Regions from separate parts of the Macaca mulatta genome. Here region 2 is linked to region 1. Evidence: chromatin contacts called from public Hi-C data. All regions are on one chromosome and are shown on one strand. Each heading gives the region's core, a stretch centred on a gene start, on an enhancer-like site or on the middle of the called end of the contact. The rest is flanking DNA. Distances are from core to core; before and after follow the strand shown.

What was found. Hi-C and Micro-C count contacts between places; a contact is called where the count stands out from the background.
Region 2: a contact with region 1 is called in a Hi-C map of liver, with 3 times the contacts expected there. The contact joins the promoter of HCN3 here to the promoter of RUSC1 in region 1. A contact is called at or near these places in 5 of 14 Hi-C or Micro-C datasets (CD4 T cells, cortical neurons, fetal cortex germinal zone and 2 more).

Annotation. Positions count from the first base shown.
Region 1 is chr1:111,658,157-111,665,311 of T2T-MMU8v2.0, reverse strand. It overlaps RUSC1 (RUN and SH3 domain containing 1), which reads left to right and starts at 3,361. Exons shown (of 11, transcript XM_077942748.1): 1 at 3,361-3,453; 2 at 4,148-5,599; 3 at 5,871-6,196. It overlaps FDPS (farnesyl diphosphate synthase), which reads left to right. Exons shown (of 11, transcript XM_077944131.1): 5 at 72-152; 6 at 298-420; 7 at 796-884; 8 at 977-1,049; 9 at 1,730-1,807; 10 at 1,913-2,047; 11 at 2,857-3,113. The coding sequence ends at 3,057. It overlaps LOC144330930 (putative uncharacterized protein RUSC1-AS1), which reads right to left and starts at 6,281. Exons shown (of 2, transcript XM_077944818.1): 1 at 4,703-6,281; 2 at 3,039-4,155. The coding sequence starts at 4,025. The coding sequence ends at 3,039.
Region 2 is chr1:111,707,889-111,714,857 of T2T-MMU8v2.0, reverse strand. It overlaps HCN3 (hyperpolarization activated cyclic nucleotide gated potassium channel 3), which reads left to right and starts at 3,796. Exons shown (of 7, transcript XM_077943165.1): 1 at 3,796-4,275. The coding sequence starts at 3,992.

The DNA.
Region 1 (7,155 bases), core at 2,112-4,611:
TAAAGTAGCAGCTCTGTTGCTGATAGAAGGAACAGTAATGAGCCCTGCAGGTCTTATTCCACTCTTCCTAGCTGCAAGCTTTCTTCCTGGTGACAGATGACATCATGGATTCATCCCTCACCCGCCGTGGACAGATCTGCTGGTATCAGAAGGTAATGGTGGGCAGGAAAGTAGCAGTGGGTATGGGGACAGGCCACAGGGAGGTGGTATGTGCGGCCTGGTTGAGGTGTTGGGATGATGGCTCTTAGTATGAACCGAGACTAGAGATTGATTGCTTGTTTTTCTCTGTCATGATAGCCGGGTGTGGGTTTGGATGCCATCAATGATGCTATCCTCCTGGAAGCATGTATCTACCGCCTGCTGAAGCTCTATTGCCGGGAGCAGCCCTATTACCTGAACCTGATCGAGCTCTTCCTGCAGGTATTGCTGCAGACAGGGCCCGATGCCCAGAGGGTGCCCATGGTAGCCTTGGCCTTTATAGGACATGCTCATCTGGCTGGTTTCAGGGTACAGGATTGCAGGGTGCCTGGAAGGGAAAGAAAGCGAGGAAGGGAGTTGGGAAGCGGGGTGGTGGTAGTGGCAAGAAGGGGCTTCTCTGTCCCTGTGTAATTGGAAGAAAGGGTGATAAAGGACTGTGTATATGAATATAGGCCTTGAGTTTCGGGGCTTTCTCCCCTTCTGTTGCCTTTCTGATTCTGCCCAGTTGTCAGCTGGTATGGGATGTTGGGCTCAGGATACCAGGGTTTCGTATATCTTGAGAAAGCCTGGCTCATGGGCCGTCTTTGTCTTCCTTAGAGTTCCTATCAGACTGAGATTGGGCAGACCCTGGACCTCATCACAGCCCCCCAGGGCAATGTGGATCTTGGCAGATTCACTGAAAAGAGGTGAGTGACAGTGCGAACCATGTCTGGACAGCGAGGTAGGGCTCAGGATGTGCGTTGCCCTCCTGAGGAGTTTCTCTTCTCCCCCTACTCAGGTATAAATCTATTGTCAAGTACAAGACAGCTTTCTACTCCTTCTACCTTCCTATAGCTGCAGCCATGTACATGGTGAGTGAGCCTCCTCACCCCTCTCCTCTGCTAATGGGGGCTTTTGGACAGGAAGGCATAGAGCAGAAAACGTGAACACTGCTACCCCTGGTGAAAGGCTGTGTGACCTTGAGCAAGTCAGTCTCGCTGAGTCTCTTCCTCAACTGAGGATAAAATTCCTACTTCACAGGACTGTAAAGATTAAGCAAAGCAAGGGATATGAAAGTGCTTAGCACTTAATAGGGGAACAGTATATCCTGCATCTGAGTATGGATAGGAGTGTGGAGGAGATCAACCAGGTTGAGAGGGAAAAGAATGGATTAAGGGCAGTCAGTGGGATTAACTGTCTACCCTGACCTTGCTTCTCTACATTTCCTTTTCATCTTGAAAGAAGTTGGAGGTGGCAAAAATATTAGGAAGATGGATCAGAATGACTCGGGGACTGACATTTGTGAGGGAAGACAGGCTGTGCACCTCTAGAATGGATTCGTCTCTTTTATGACTCCCTGAAAGTCCTAGCCAAAAATAAGTGGGATTGAGGTTGAACCATCAATCAGGACTGTCTAGGTCAGGGAAGCCAAGATATCTGAAGAGAGAGGAGAGATTTGGGGCTGCAGTAGGGCAAGACCCCATGGGAGGAAGCAGCCAGGAAGATGCAGGCACCTCTGGGGTTTGGCTTATTAACCCACCTTTCCCTGTAGGCAGGAATTGATGGTGAGAAGGAGCATGCCAATGCCAAGAAGATCCTGCTGGAGATGGGAGAGTTCTTTCAGATTCAGGTAGGAAGGCAGGAGGCAGTAGCAGAGAACAGGCACCAGCTTCACTCCTCCTCTGCCTAGGAACCTCATCCTTCCTCCTTTGCTGCCCTCCCCCTTCCCGCCCAGGATGACTACCTTGACCTCTTTGGGGACCCCAGTGTGACCGGCAAAGTTGGCACTGACATCCAGGACAACAAATGCAGCTGGCTGGTGGTTCAGTGTCTGCAACGGGCCACTCCGGAACAGTACCAGATCCTGAAGGTGCCTGAGAGAGGGTGGTGGGTCCCTGAGCTGGTGGAAAGGGATAGAGTAGTGGTTCTCAATTGGAGGCAGTTTTTCTCCCGAGGGGACATTTGGCAATGTCAGCAGACATTTTTTGTCATCGTCATCACAACTCTGTGTGTGTGCATGTGGTACAGACATCTAGCTGGCAGGAGCCAAAGATGTTGCCAAACATGTAGCACACAGAACAGCTCCCCCAGACAGGATTATCTGGCCCCAAATTTCAATAGTGCCAAGGCTGAGAAACCCTGGAGTAGAGGACACCTGGTCTGAGGCAATATGTAGGGAATATTTGGGATAGGGAAGGGAAGCTTGGGATCCTAGCTACCTAGAAACACTTGAAAATTGGAGGGAGGAGGCCGGGCGCGGTTGCTCAAGCCTGTAATCCCAGCACTTTGGGAGGCCGAGACGGGTGGATCACGAGGTCAGGAGATCGAGACCAACCTGGCTAACACAGTGAAACCCCGTCTCTACTAAAAAACACAAAAAAATAAACTAGCCGGGTGAGGTGGTGGGCGCCTGTAGTCCCAGCTACTCGGGAGGCTGAGGCAGGAGAATGGCGTAAACCCGGGAGGCGAGCTTGCAGTGAGCTGAGATCCGGCCACTGCACTCCAGCCTGGGCGACAGAGCCAGACTCCATCTCAAAAAAAAAAAAAAAGAAAATTGGAGGGAGGAAAGGAGTGGGTGGCTTTGGAGATGTTCTGAAATATGAGAATGAGAGGAGTGGAGGGGTCCTGGAGGCTCTGGGGAAGGCCAAGCCCGTTTTCCTGTCTTCCAACCCCTTTTAGGAAAATTACGGGCAGAAGGAGGCTGAGAAAGTGGCCCGGGTGAAGGCACTATATGAGGAGCTGGATCTGCAGGCTGTGTTCTTGCAATATGAGGAGGACAGTTACAGCCACATTATGGCTCTCATTGAACAGTACGCAGCGCCCCTGCCCCCAGCCATCTTTCTGGGGCTTGCGCGCAAAATCTACAAGCGGAAAAAGTGACCTAGAGATTGCAAGGATGGGGAGAGGAGGCTCTCAATAAATAATTGTGTAACCTTTTTGTGGTTCTGTTCTTGCTCGGCGCAGCCAGAGTCTGGCTCTTTCCAGAATGTGCGGGGTGGGGTGCTGGGAGGACTCGCTGCACAGAAGCGGGACCCAGGGGCCTTGGCATCAGGGCCAAAAGCTTGGGATACATCAAACCCGCTAGGTGGGTGACACAAGACGCTAAGCGCTGGGGGCGGGTCTGAGCTACGCCACGCCCATGCGCGAAGGGGTGCAGATGCGCTGCGCAGAGTGGGTTGTGCTAGTGCCCCTCCCCTCCCGCTCTGTGCCCCGCCGGGCGGGGACCGTGGGAGCCGAGGACAAGCCCAAGGCCGGAGCGGTTCCAGGAGGACCCTGGTGAGGAGGGCTCGGCCCATGGGTGTAGGCCGATGGACCAGGGCACGAGGGGCGGGGCAGGACAAGGGAGCAGGAGAAATGAATAGAGAAGGGGTGCGGTGGTGACTGAACGATGGAGACGAATGCGGAGAGAATGGACATACCGCTGTTCTGAGGGGCGAGGGCGCAGGCTGGAGCCCGGCGGAGGCAGCCAGCAGATGTGGAGTTGACGAGCTGACGGCTGCTCCATCCTTTTCCTCTCCAGCTCCCACCCCTTTCCTGCATTCACCAGGCAAACTCTGCATATCGACCCACCCCCATCCCCCGCCTCCTTTCAGGGCATCTGGGTGGGTCTCCCTGGGTCCCTTCCTGTGGGAGTAAGGGGTAGGCAGGAGGGCAGGGCCAGATTGCGGCAGCAGGGACCCGGAGGTCCATTCTGGGCCCGGACCTCTTCCGGGCCCCCGCCCCCCTTCGGAAATCCAGAGCGCAGCCGCGTTCTCTGACCCTCCCGGCTCCATTCCCGGAGGGTTACATTCGACTCCACCTGCAAACACTGCAGTGGAAACTAATGGCCAGTCGATTGCGATTTGCATCTCATTGAAATATCTTCCAAAGCAGCCAGAGCCTTCAGGCCTGCTGCTGCCGTCAGTCACCTCAGTGTCCTTCCCGCAGCTCCTGTCCTCACTGGCTGGGCTTCGCCACCCCTGTCTTCTAGGTCTGCACCTGTGGTTGCCAGGTAGGTGGATGTGAGAGACCCTACCCTCCTGGTTCTCTAGAAGCCATCCCATCGCCGCTGGCACCATGCTGTCTCCTCAGAGAGCTTTACTCTGCAACCTCAATCACATCCATCTCCAGCACGTCTCCCTGGGCCTGCACTTGTCCCGCCGTCCTGAGCTACGGGAAGGGCCCTTGAGCACATCCCCTCCCCCAGGAGACACTGGGGGCAAGGAGAGCAGGGGCCCCTGCAGTGGCACCCTGGTGGACGCCAATTCCAACAGCCCAGCTGTGCCCTGCCGGTGCTGCCAGGAGCACGGTCCGGGCCTAGAAAACCGGCAGGACCCATCACAGGAGGAAGAGGGGGCTGCCTCTCCCTCAGACCCAGGCTGCTCTTCCTCGCTCAGCTCCTGCTCAGATCTTAGCCCCGATGAGTCCCCCGTCTCAGTCTACTTGCGGGACCTCCCTGGTGATGAGGATGCCCACCCTCAGCCCAGTATCATCCCCCTGGAGCAAGGTTCCCCACTGGCTTCAGCAGGCCCTGGCACCTGCTCACCGGACAGCTTCTGCTGCTCTCCTGATTCCTGCTCCGGAGCTTCTTCTTCACCCGATCCTGGCCTGGACTCGAACTGCAACGCCCTGACCACCTGCCAGGACCTCCCTTCCCCAGGCTTGGAGGAAGAGGATGAGAGCGCGGAGCAGGATCTCCCTACCTCTGAGCTCTTAGAGGCGGATGATGGGAAAATCGACGCTGGGAAAACGGAGCCCAGTTGGAAGATTAACCCAATTTGGAAAATTGACACAGAGAAAACTAAAGCTGAATGGAAAAACACGGAAAACAGTAACACTGGTTGGAAAAACAACGGGAATGTTAACTCTAGCTGGAAAAATGAACCTGAAAAATTCGACTCTGGTTGGAAAACCAACACAAGAATAACTGATTCTGGCTCGAAAACAGATGCAGGGAAAATTGATGGAGGATGGAGAAGTGACGTCAGCGAGGAGCCGGTGCCCCACCGGACAATCACGTCCTTCCACGAGCTGGCCCAGAAGCGCAAGCGGGGCCCAGGGCTGCCCCTCGTCCCGCAGGCCAAGAAAGATCGCAGTGACTGGCTCATAGTCTTCTCGCCCGACACCGAGCTGCCCCCCTCGGGGTCGCTGGGCGGCTCCTCGGCACCTCCTCGGGAAGTCACCACCTTCAAGGAACTCCGGTCCCGAAGCCGGGCCCCACCCCCGCCAGTCCCGCCTCGAGACCCCCCAGCTGGCTGGGCTTTGGTCCCGCCCCGGCCCCCACCCCCGCCTGTCCCTCCCCGAAGGAAGAAGAACCGACCTGGACTGCAGCCCATAGCGGAGGGGCAGTCCGAGGAGGGCCGGGCTGTCAGCCCAGCGGCTGGCGAGGAGGCCCCAGCCGCGAAGGAGCCGGGAGAGCCGGGCGCGCAGGCCGGCCTGGAGGGTAAGAGGTCGCAAGAAGCGGGAGGAGGGCTGGGCTTCGGCCGCTCACGCCTCCTAGGCTTCCAACCCGGCCCCCTGTCTTCCCTCCATTCTGTGTCACCCATCCTCCCCGCCCCTTCTACCAGGGAGCGCTCCGGGAAAGGGAAACTGGGTGGGTCATTGGGATATGGGACTAACTCTTTGCTCCCTCTTCTTCCCGCCCCTCCTTGCCTGGCTGCCCATCCCGCTGCCCTCCTTCCCTCTGCGCCTGGCCCCGCCAATCCCGCCTGCAGCCGGTCCCCTCCTGCTCCCTCGGCCCCTGGTTTTCCGGTTCTCGGCCGACGGGCGCCCCCTGTTGGAGGGTGGGGGCGCAGGCGCAGCTGGGTCTCTGCTCCTGGCTCCTCTGGCAGGGTGGCCTGGCGCTGGGCTGCGGCTGCTGGGGGCGCCGAGCCCCCCAGAGGAGCAGCTGCTGCCCGTCCGCCTGTCCCCAGTGGGAGCCTATTCGCCTCCGACTCGGGGAGCCTTGCCCTGCCTGGCCAGCCCCGAGCTGGCACTGCTGCTGTCCCCGCTCTTTCCCAGAAGTAGCACCTTCCCCGCCGCGGCTCCCCCACCCCGCCAGGTACCCGCCCCCCCGCTGCCACCGCAACCTCGTCCGCCGAAGGCCCCTCGCTGGACCAGGAGCCCATCGCCTCCGCCCAGGCTACGTAAGACGGACCCGGGCAAGCCCCGCGGGCCACGCCTCAGGCGGGCCGCCCCGCCCGCTCCAAGGCCCCTCCCACTATCGCCCGGCCCCATTTTCGCTTTTTTTCTGGGGTTGCCCAGCTTGGTCCCGCCCTTCCGTTTCGGCGGACTCCAAGCAAGTTCGTCGGTTTTGGGGAATCTGGCCCCGTTCCTAGTGCTGGAGAGGGGAAGTTGTTGCCTTTCCTGCTCCATGGCCCGGTCCCCTCTCCCTCCAGACCCGCCTGGGCATAATGGACACGGGTTTACCCAGCCTCCATGCCAAGCCTAGGGGGTCCCAGCGAGTCTGTTGTTAGGGACTTTGGGTCACACCCTCCGTGGAATTCCTTGGCCTGTGCATCTCGGGCCTGTCCCCCCACCTTGCTCGGGAGGGGTGGAGGGTGAAGCTCCCGGGAGCTCATTGGCACTAGAAGTTCTGGCCACGCCCTCTCCGCGAGTCCAGTCCCATGCGGGATGAAGAGGGCACCCTCCACCTAGAGACTGCTGCGCGACCCGGGTTTCCCCTTTCCGGCGCCTTCCAGCCTCCCAATCCTCGGGTCTCGCCTCCCTCCGTCTCCTCCCTTTCCCCTGTCTGTCTTTCCATTGGTCCACGCCGCCCACGTGCTCCCCGGGGCTCCGCAGGCTGGACTGGGCCCCGGGGCGGTGCGCAGGGCTGCACCTCCCTCCCGGCGCCCTGTCCTCTCCCGCCCTACAGGCCCTAGCGGGGCAGGCGGGAGGTGAGCGCTGCCGTCTCGCTCCCGGATTTCCGGGATCCTGGAGGTGGGGGCTGTGCCCTGAGGGAGGGCACCGGGAACCGGGATGGGGCTGGGGGACAGCGAGTGCCGGGAAGTGTGCGGGATT
Region 2 (6,969 bases), core at 2,547-5,046, 49 kb before region 1:
TTTTGTCATCAGCAAAAGTTATGCACGACTCGGGGTGGGGTCACAGCCATGGGGGAAAGGTTTGAGCAATGGAGGGTTAGAGAATCGGGTGCCGAAAAAGGGGACTCACTTGAGAACTGTATCCTAAAGTGGCTTACATAATGTGTGAGAAATATAAGTTTACTAGGGCTGGGCGCGGGGGCTCAAGTCTGTAATTCCAACACTTTGGGAAGCCGAGGCCGGCGGATCACGAGGTCAGAAGTTCGAGATTAGCCTGATCAACATGGTGAAACCCCATCTCTACTAAAAATACAAAAATCAGCCGGGCGTGGTGGCATGCGCTTGTAATCCCAGCTACTCAGGAGGCTGAGGCAGGAGAATCGCTTGAACCCGGGAGGCGGAGGTTGCAGTGAGCCAAGATAATGCCATTGCACTCCATCCTGGGTGACAGAGCGAGACTCTGTCTCAAACAAAACAAAACATATATATGTACACACACATATGTTTACTACAGGCGCGCATCACCACGCCCAGCTTTTTTTTTTCTTGTAGAGATAGTGCCTCACTTTGTTACCCAGGCTGGTCTTGAACCCTTGAGCTCAAGCAATCCTCCCCCCGTCGGCCTCCCAAAGTGCTGGGATTACAAGCATCAGGCACCGTGCCTGGCCAGTTTACTAAATCTTAAAAAAGAACAGGAAGGCTGGGTGAGGTGGCTCACGCCTGTAATACTAATACCAACACTTTGGGAGGCCAAGGTGGGTGGATCAATTGAGCACAGGAGTTCGAGACCAGCCAGGACAACAGGGCGAAACCCAGACTCTACAAAAAATACAAAAATTAGGCCAAGTGTGGTGGCTCATGCTTGTAACCCCAACACTTTTGGAGGCCCAGGCAGGTGAATCACTTGAGCACAGGAGTTCAAGACCAGCCTGGCCAACATGGTGAAACCCCGTCTCTACTAAAAATACAAAAATTAGCCAGGTGCAATGGCGGGTCCCTGTAATACCAGCTATTCTGGAGGCTGAGGCACGAGAATCGCTTGAATCCGGGAGGCGGAGGTTGCAGTGAGCCGAGACGGTGCCACTGCACTCCAGCCTGGGCAACAGAGTGAGACTGTGTCTAAAAAATAAATAAATAAATAAATAAATAAATAAATAAATAAATGAAAATAAAAATTAGCCAGTCATGGTGTCTCTCGCCTGTAGTCCCAGCTACTTGGGAGGCTGAGGCGGGAGGATCACCTGAGCCTGGGGAGGTCGAGGCTGTAGCGATCCGTGATCGTGCCACTGCACTCCGGCTTGGGTGACAGAGTGAGACTCTTTCTCAAAAAAAAAAAAAATAAATAAATAAAAGAAAAGAAAAAAAGAAAATGAGAAGAAGTAGTTACTCTACAGAAGGAATTGAGAAGTGGTCAGAAAGGTAAATTGGAAGAGAAATAATATAATCTGAGAATAACTATATTAAAGTCAGGAAGCTGAGCAAAGTGGTTCACACCTGTAGTCCCAGTTACTCAGGAAACTGAGGTGGGAAGATTGCTTTGAGGCTGCAGTGGGTCATGATCGCACCACTGCACTCCAGCTTGAGCAACAGAGCTGACCTTGACTCTAGAATGAGTAAATAAATAAAGTCAGGAAATATTAGAGAGGAGCTGGATGAAGGATAGTCACATGGAGGTTAGATCAGATAACCAGACATAGTTTAGAGAAGTTCTCTGGAATAGAAGATGAAGGGCAATCAATGAAGAGTCGGGGAGAGAGAAGTAAATATTTCACTTCCTCCTCCTGGCACATTTTCTTAGATTATTAATTCATTCAACAAGCATTTACTGAATGTCCACTATGTGTCCAGCATTGTGCCAGGAGCAAGGTTCCTGTTTCTCAGAGTTTCACAATCTAACAGGAGAGACAAACCTGTAAATAAATAATGAGACCACGCTCACGCCTGTGATCCTAGCACTTTGGGAAGCCAAGGCAGGAAGATCACTTGAGCTCAGGAGTTCAAAACCAGCTCGGGCAACATAGTGTGACCTCATCTCTTAAAATAACAATAATAATGGTATCCCTGTGACATGAGCTGCTCAAAACAGTGGTGCCCTGGCTGCTGTAAAAAAGCTCTAGAAGGCGGGGCGCGGTGGCTCACGCCTGTAATCCCAGCACTTTGGGAGGCCGAGGCGGGCGGATCACAAGGTCAGGAGATCGAGACCACGGTGAAACCCCGTCTCTACTAAAAATACAAAAAACTAGCCGGGCGAGGTTGTGGGCGCCTGTAGTCCCAGCTACTCGGGAGGCTGAGCCAGGAGAATGGCGGGAACCCGGGAGGCGGAGCTTGCAGTGAGCCGAGATTGCGCCACTGCACTCCAGCCTGGGCGACACAGCAAGACTCCGTCTCAAAAAAAAAAAAAAAAAAAAAAAAAAGCTCTAGAATAGGCCGGGCACAGTGGCTGAAGCCTGTAATCCCAGCACTTTGGGAGGCCAAGACGGGCGGATCACAAGGTCAGGAGATTGAGACCATCCTGGCTAACACGGTGAAAACCCGTCTCTACTAAAAAAAACAAAACACTAGCCGGGCGATGTGGCGGGCGCCTGTAGTCCCAGCTACTCGGGAGGCTGAGGCAGGAGACTGGCGTAAACCTGGAAGGCGGAGCTTGCAGTGAGCTGAGATCCGGCCACTGCACTCCAACCTGGGAGACAGAGGGAGGCTCCATCTCAAAAAAAAAAAAAAAAAAAAAAGGCTCTAGAATAGACCCTACCTGGGGAAAGGAGAGCTGGAAATGTGTTTCTAGGTTTCCTAGAGAAGGTGAGATCTGAACCAAGTGTTTGAAAGTGAATTAGAGGAGAATACCAGGCAGAGAAAATATTTGTAAAAGCATAGAGACAAGGCACAAAGTCTTTCAGCATGATTGGGGCTCTGGCTTGCACGAGGGGGACGGTCAGAAGACAGACTGTTGAAACTAGGTCCAAATTTTTGGGGCCTGGTACACCATGCTAAGGAGCTTAAATGTACCCCGGTAGAAGATGGGAAAGCCTGATGGACTTCAAGCAAGTGACATAGCCATAGTTGGATTTTAGGAAAGTAACTGGCAGGGAATGGAAGAAGAATTAGCCTAGAAGAAGTCGAAGACTCTTTTAGAGGTTTCTGAAGTAATTTAGGTGAAAAAATCCTTAGGGCTTGACATAAGGCAGTGGCAATAAGAATTGGAGATGAAGGGAAGAATTGGAGATGAAGGGAAGAATCTGAGATATTTAGGAGTTTATAGCACTTCGCATAGCGCTGCAATTTACCTGTCTGTCCTTGGGCACAGATGAGCAGTGGCTTTATGGCTAGGCCTTTGTTTTTGTTTTGTTTTGTGTTGTTTTCCATTACTACATGGAGATGCTAAGAGTAGGACTTTTATATCCACTCAATGACAGACAGAGTTGCACTTGGTGAAGGCTGACAGAATGAATTAGGGAATTAAATACTTGGGGAAGCAGTTCGGAGGAGACCAAAAAGACAAGAATATGCCTAGGACAGTGTTGAGAGAAGACGGAAGCAGGACAGAAGTCCCTGGGCGAGAGTGGGGAAGAATCCCAAAAGCCATTTCCACTTCTTCCATTGGTCCCAAATCCCTCAAGCTACACATCCGCGTCCGATTTTCCCGCCACTGCAGGAGGCTCCTCCTCCCTGGCTCTCAGTGGATGAAAGGCTAACACTAGGCCACGCCTCTCCCTGGCTCAGGCTGCGCGCCCCGCCTTCCTTGCTAAGCCACGCCCGTCTCGGAGTTCCTCCAGGATCCCGGCTTCCCAGCCCCGCCCGGTCTTCGCGCTGCCCTCGCCAGGGGGCGCCGCGCAGCCAGCCCGCCGCCCGCCAGTCTAGCGCACACCCCCTCCGCCCCGCGCGCCGGCGGTTCCGAGCCTACGACGCCTCCGCTGGAACCCGCGGGGCTGCGCCGACTCCCACTCTGGAGGGGTTGGGGGTACCTGATGGCCACATAGGGCTCTAGGAGGCCGAGCGTGTAAGCGGGGTGGGCGCCATGGAGGCGGAGCAGGGGCCGGTTGCGGGGGCCAGCGAAGGGGCGACCCCTGGGCTGGAGGCCCCCAAGGTGCCTCCCGTTGCTCCCCGGCCTGCGACCGCGGCCTCAGGTCCGATCCCCGGATCTGAGTCTGAGCCTAAGAGAAGGCACCTTGGGACGCTGCTCCAACCTACGGTCAACAAGTTCTCCCTTCGGGTGTTCGGCAGCCACAAAGCAGTGGAAATCGAGCAGGAGAGAGTGAAGTCAGCGGGGGCCTGGATCATCCACCCTTACAGCGACTTCCGGTATTGGGGGCTCGGCCGGGAGGGCAGGGTACATCAATCCCACCCTCGCGGGCAGCGACACCGGGACCCGGCCCGCACCACCCTCCACGGTCACTTCATTTCCAGCCCAGGGATCCCTTGGTGGGGCGGGAGAGTCACTTCCTCCAATCTAGCCTGGGAATTCCTGGGCGGGTATCCCCTGCCGGAGGTCCTCCGTGCCTTGGCAAGCTGGGGGCACCAGAAGGGGCAAACAGATATCAGGGGATCTCCAGAGACCTGGATTTCCTCTTTCAGGAACCCAGGACCCCAACCGGACCACAGGAAGTACCGGAGTTTGGGACCCCTGCCTCCTCCAGTCCTGCTTGCTGGAGATCTGGGAAATTATATTCTAAGTATCGGGGCCAGTCTGAGGGAGAAGCCGAGCTCTGCTATCTCCCATCTCCACACCTCCTCCTTAGCACCTGCCTAGTTCAGCATGACTATCAGGAAAAAATAGGGACGCTGAAGGGGGCGAGGGTCCAGACCTCAGCTCTGGTCGCTGTCCCTAGTGCTGAAGGCGGGGGCGGCGGGGCGGGGCCAAGACTCAGAGTGACTGAGGAGGAAGCAGGGACAGGACCACCACCCAGGTGACTCCCACAGAAGGGACAGAGGGTGGGGGTGGGGCCATTTCACAGTCTCCGTCAGGCTGTACCTCTACATCAAGGTCGCTAGGGGAGGACAGCAGCCCTGTCCTTGGGGGGAAATGAAGGACAGCTCTTGGATGAGGCAGGGATGTGTGCAAAGCACCTAACCTGGGGAACGAAAGAAGCAGAGAGGAAGAGGTGTGAATCTGAAGCCTGGAAATACAGTTGTAGACCCAGACATTATCTTGAATCCACATATATACACACTCCCTCTATGTCCCTCTTCCTCCCATTGTTCCTTTCACTCCTGTCTTTGCTGCCTCGTTCCCACCCAGCCAGCGTGACTTTTCTAGCCTCCTGTGGATCTCGCTCCCTTCCCTCAGTTCACTCGCAGACGGATCCCCAGAAGCCTGGTATCCCTCTGATTGTGCTTCTCCATTCTCTCTACTACATCACCTGCCAGGCTTGTGACCAACCTGTGAGTCAGGCTGTGAAGATGCTTTCATGGCTAGGCGAACCCTCTTTCCCTCCCCCTCTTAGTGTCTCACAATACAGGATTTCTCCTCAGCAGCCCAGGAGAGAAAAGAAGAGTGGTCGAGGGTTTTTGTTTATTGAAAACATACAGTCTAAGGGGCTTCCCAGAGACCAGGACTTGAGGAAGCTTCTTTCAGGGCTGAAAATTGATTTTGCAGTCCGAGTTAGAAGGGGCTAGCTAGCTCCTGAGTTGACACTGGGATTAGGTGTGTCCTGGAATTAAAATCACCATAAGTAACTGAGTCCCTGAGATTATCCTGTGACATTCTCTGAATGAGGGCTTCACACAGTTCCCTCTTGACCTCTTCTTTCCACGGTGTCTGTCACAGCAGTGTCACTCACCCCGGCCCATGCCTCTGCCTGTGCTCCGCCAGAGTCCCAGTGGACACAGGGAGGCCAGAGGAGGAAAGATATGCAGAACTCAAGCTTTGCTGCTTCATGATCTCCTGTGGAGCTTCTCTGTGTGTGCAGCCCTGTCTAAGGTTCTGTGGAGGGGAAAGGGCATCCCTGGAAAGCTCAATTCAGAGGAAGGCAGGATAGACCACCCCACCCTGGGACATGGATGAGCAAACCCCAGCAGAGGAACAGGATCTGTGGGTCCAACTGTGTTGGAGAAGAGGAATGGGGTGGAGAAGGCTGGGGAGGGCATGAGGTCCTAGACTAGAATGGGCAGATAGCCGGAGATGGGAGAAGCAGCAGCCTTTTCAGAAATCTGGGGATAAAGAGTGAGTGAGTTATAACACCAACTAGTGCCTATACCACACTGTCACATCTATTGTCTCCACGTAAATGTTTTCAACAATACTGTGAGATTAGCACGGGGTACTTTAGCTTTTTGTTTTTAACCTTAAAAATATTTAGCAATGGGCCGGGCGCGGTGGCTCAAGCCTGTAATCCCAGCACTTTGGGAGGCCGAGGCGGGTGGATCACGAGGTCAGGAGATTGAGACTATCCTGGCTAACATGGTGAAACCCCGTCTCTACTAAAAATACAAAACACTAGCCGGGCGTGGTGGCGGGCGCCTGTAGTCTCAGCTACTTGGGAGGCTGAGGCGGGAGAATGGCGTGAACCCGGGAGGCGGAGCTTGCAGTGAGCCGAGATCACACCACTGCACTCCAGCCTGGGAGACACAGCGAGACTCCGTCTCAAAAAAAAAAAAAAAAAAAAAATATATATATATATATATATATATATATATATATTTAGCAATGGGCCGGGCGCGGTGGCTCAAGCCTGTAATCCCAGCACTTTGGGAGGCCGAGACGGGCGGATCACGAGGTCAGGAGATCAAGACCGTCCTGGCTAACAAGGTGAAACCCCGTCTCTACTAAAAAATACAAAAAACTAGCCTGGCGAGATGGCGGGCGCCTGTAGTCCCAGCTACTCGGGAGGCTGAGGCAGGAGAATGGCGTAAACCCAGGAGGCGGAACTTGCAGTGAGCTGAGATCCCGCCACTGCACTCCAGCCCGGGTGACAGAGCAAGACTCCGTCTCAAAAAAAAAAAAAAAAATTTAGCAATGGCGAGGTAAACGATATATAATAGGGATATATATGTATA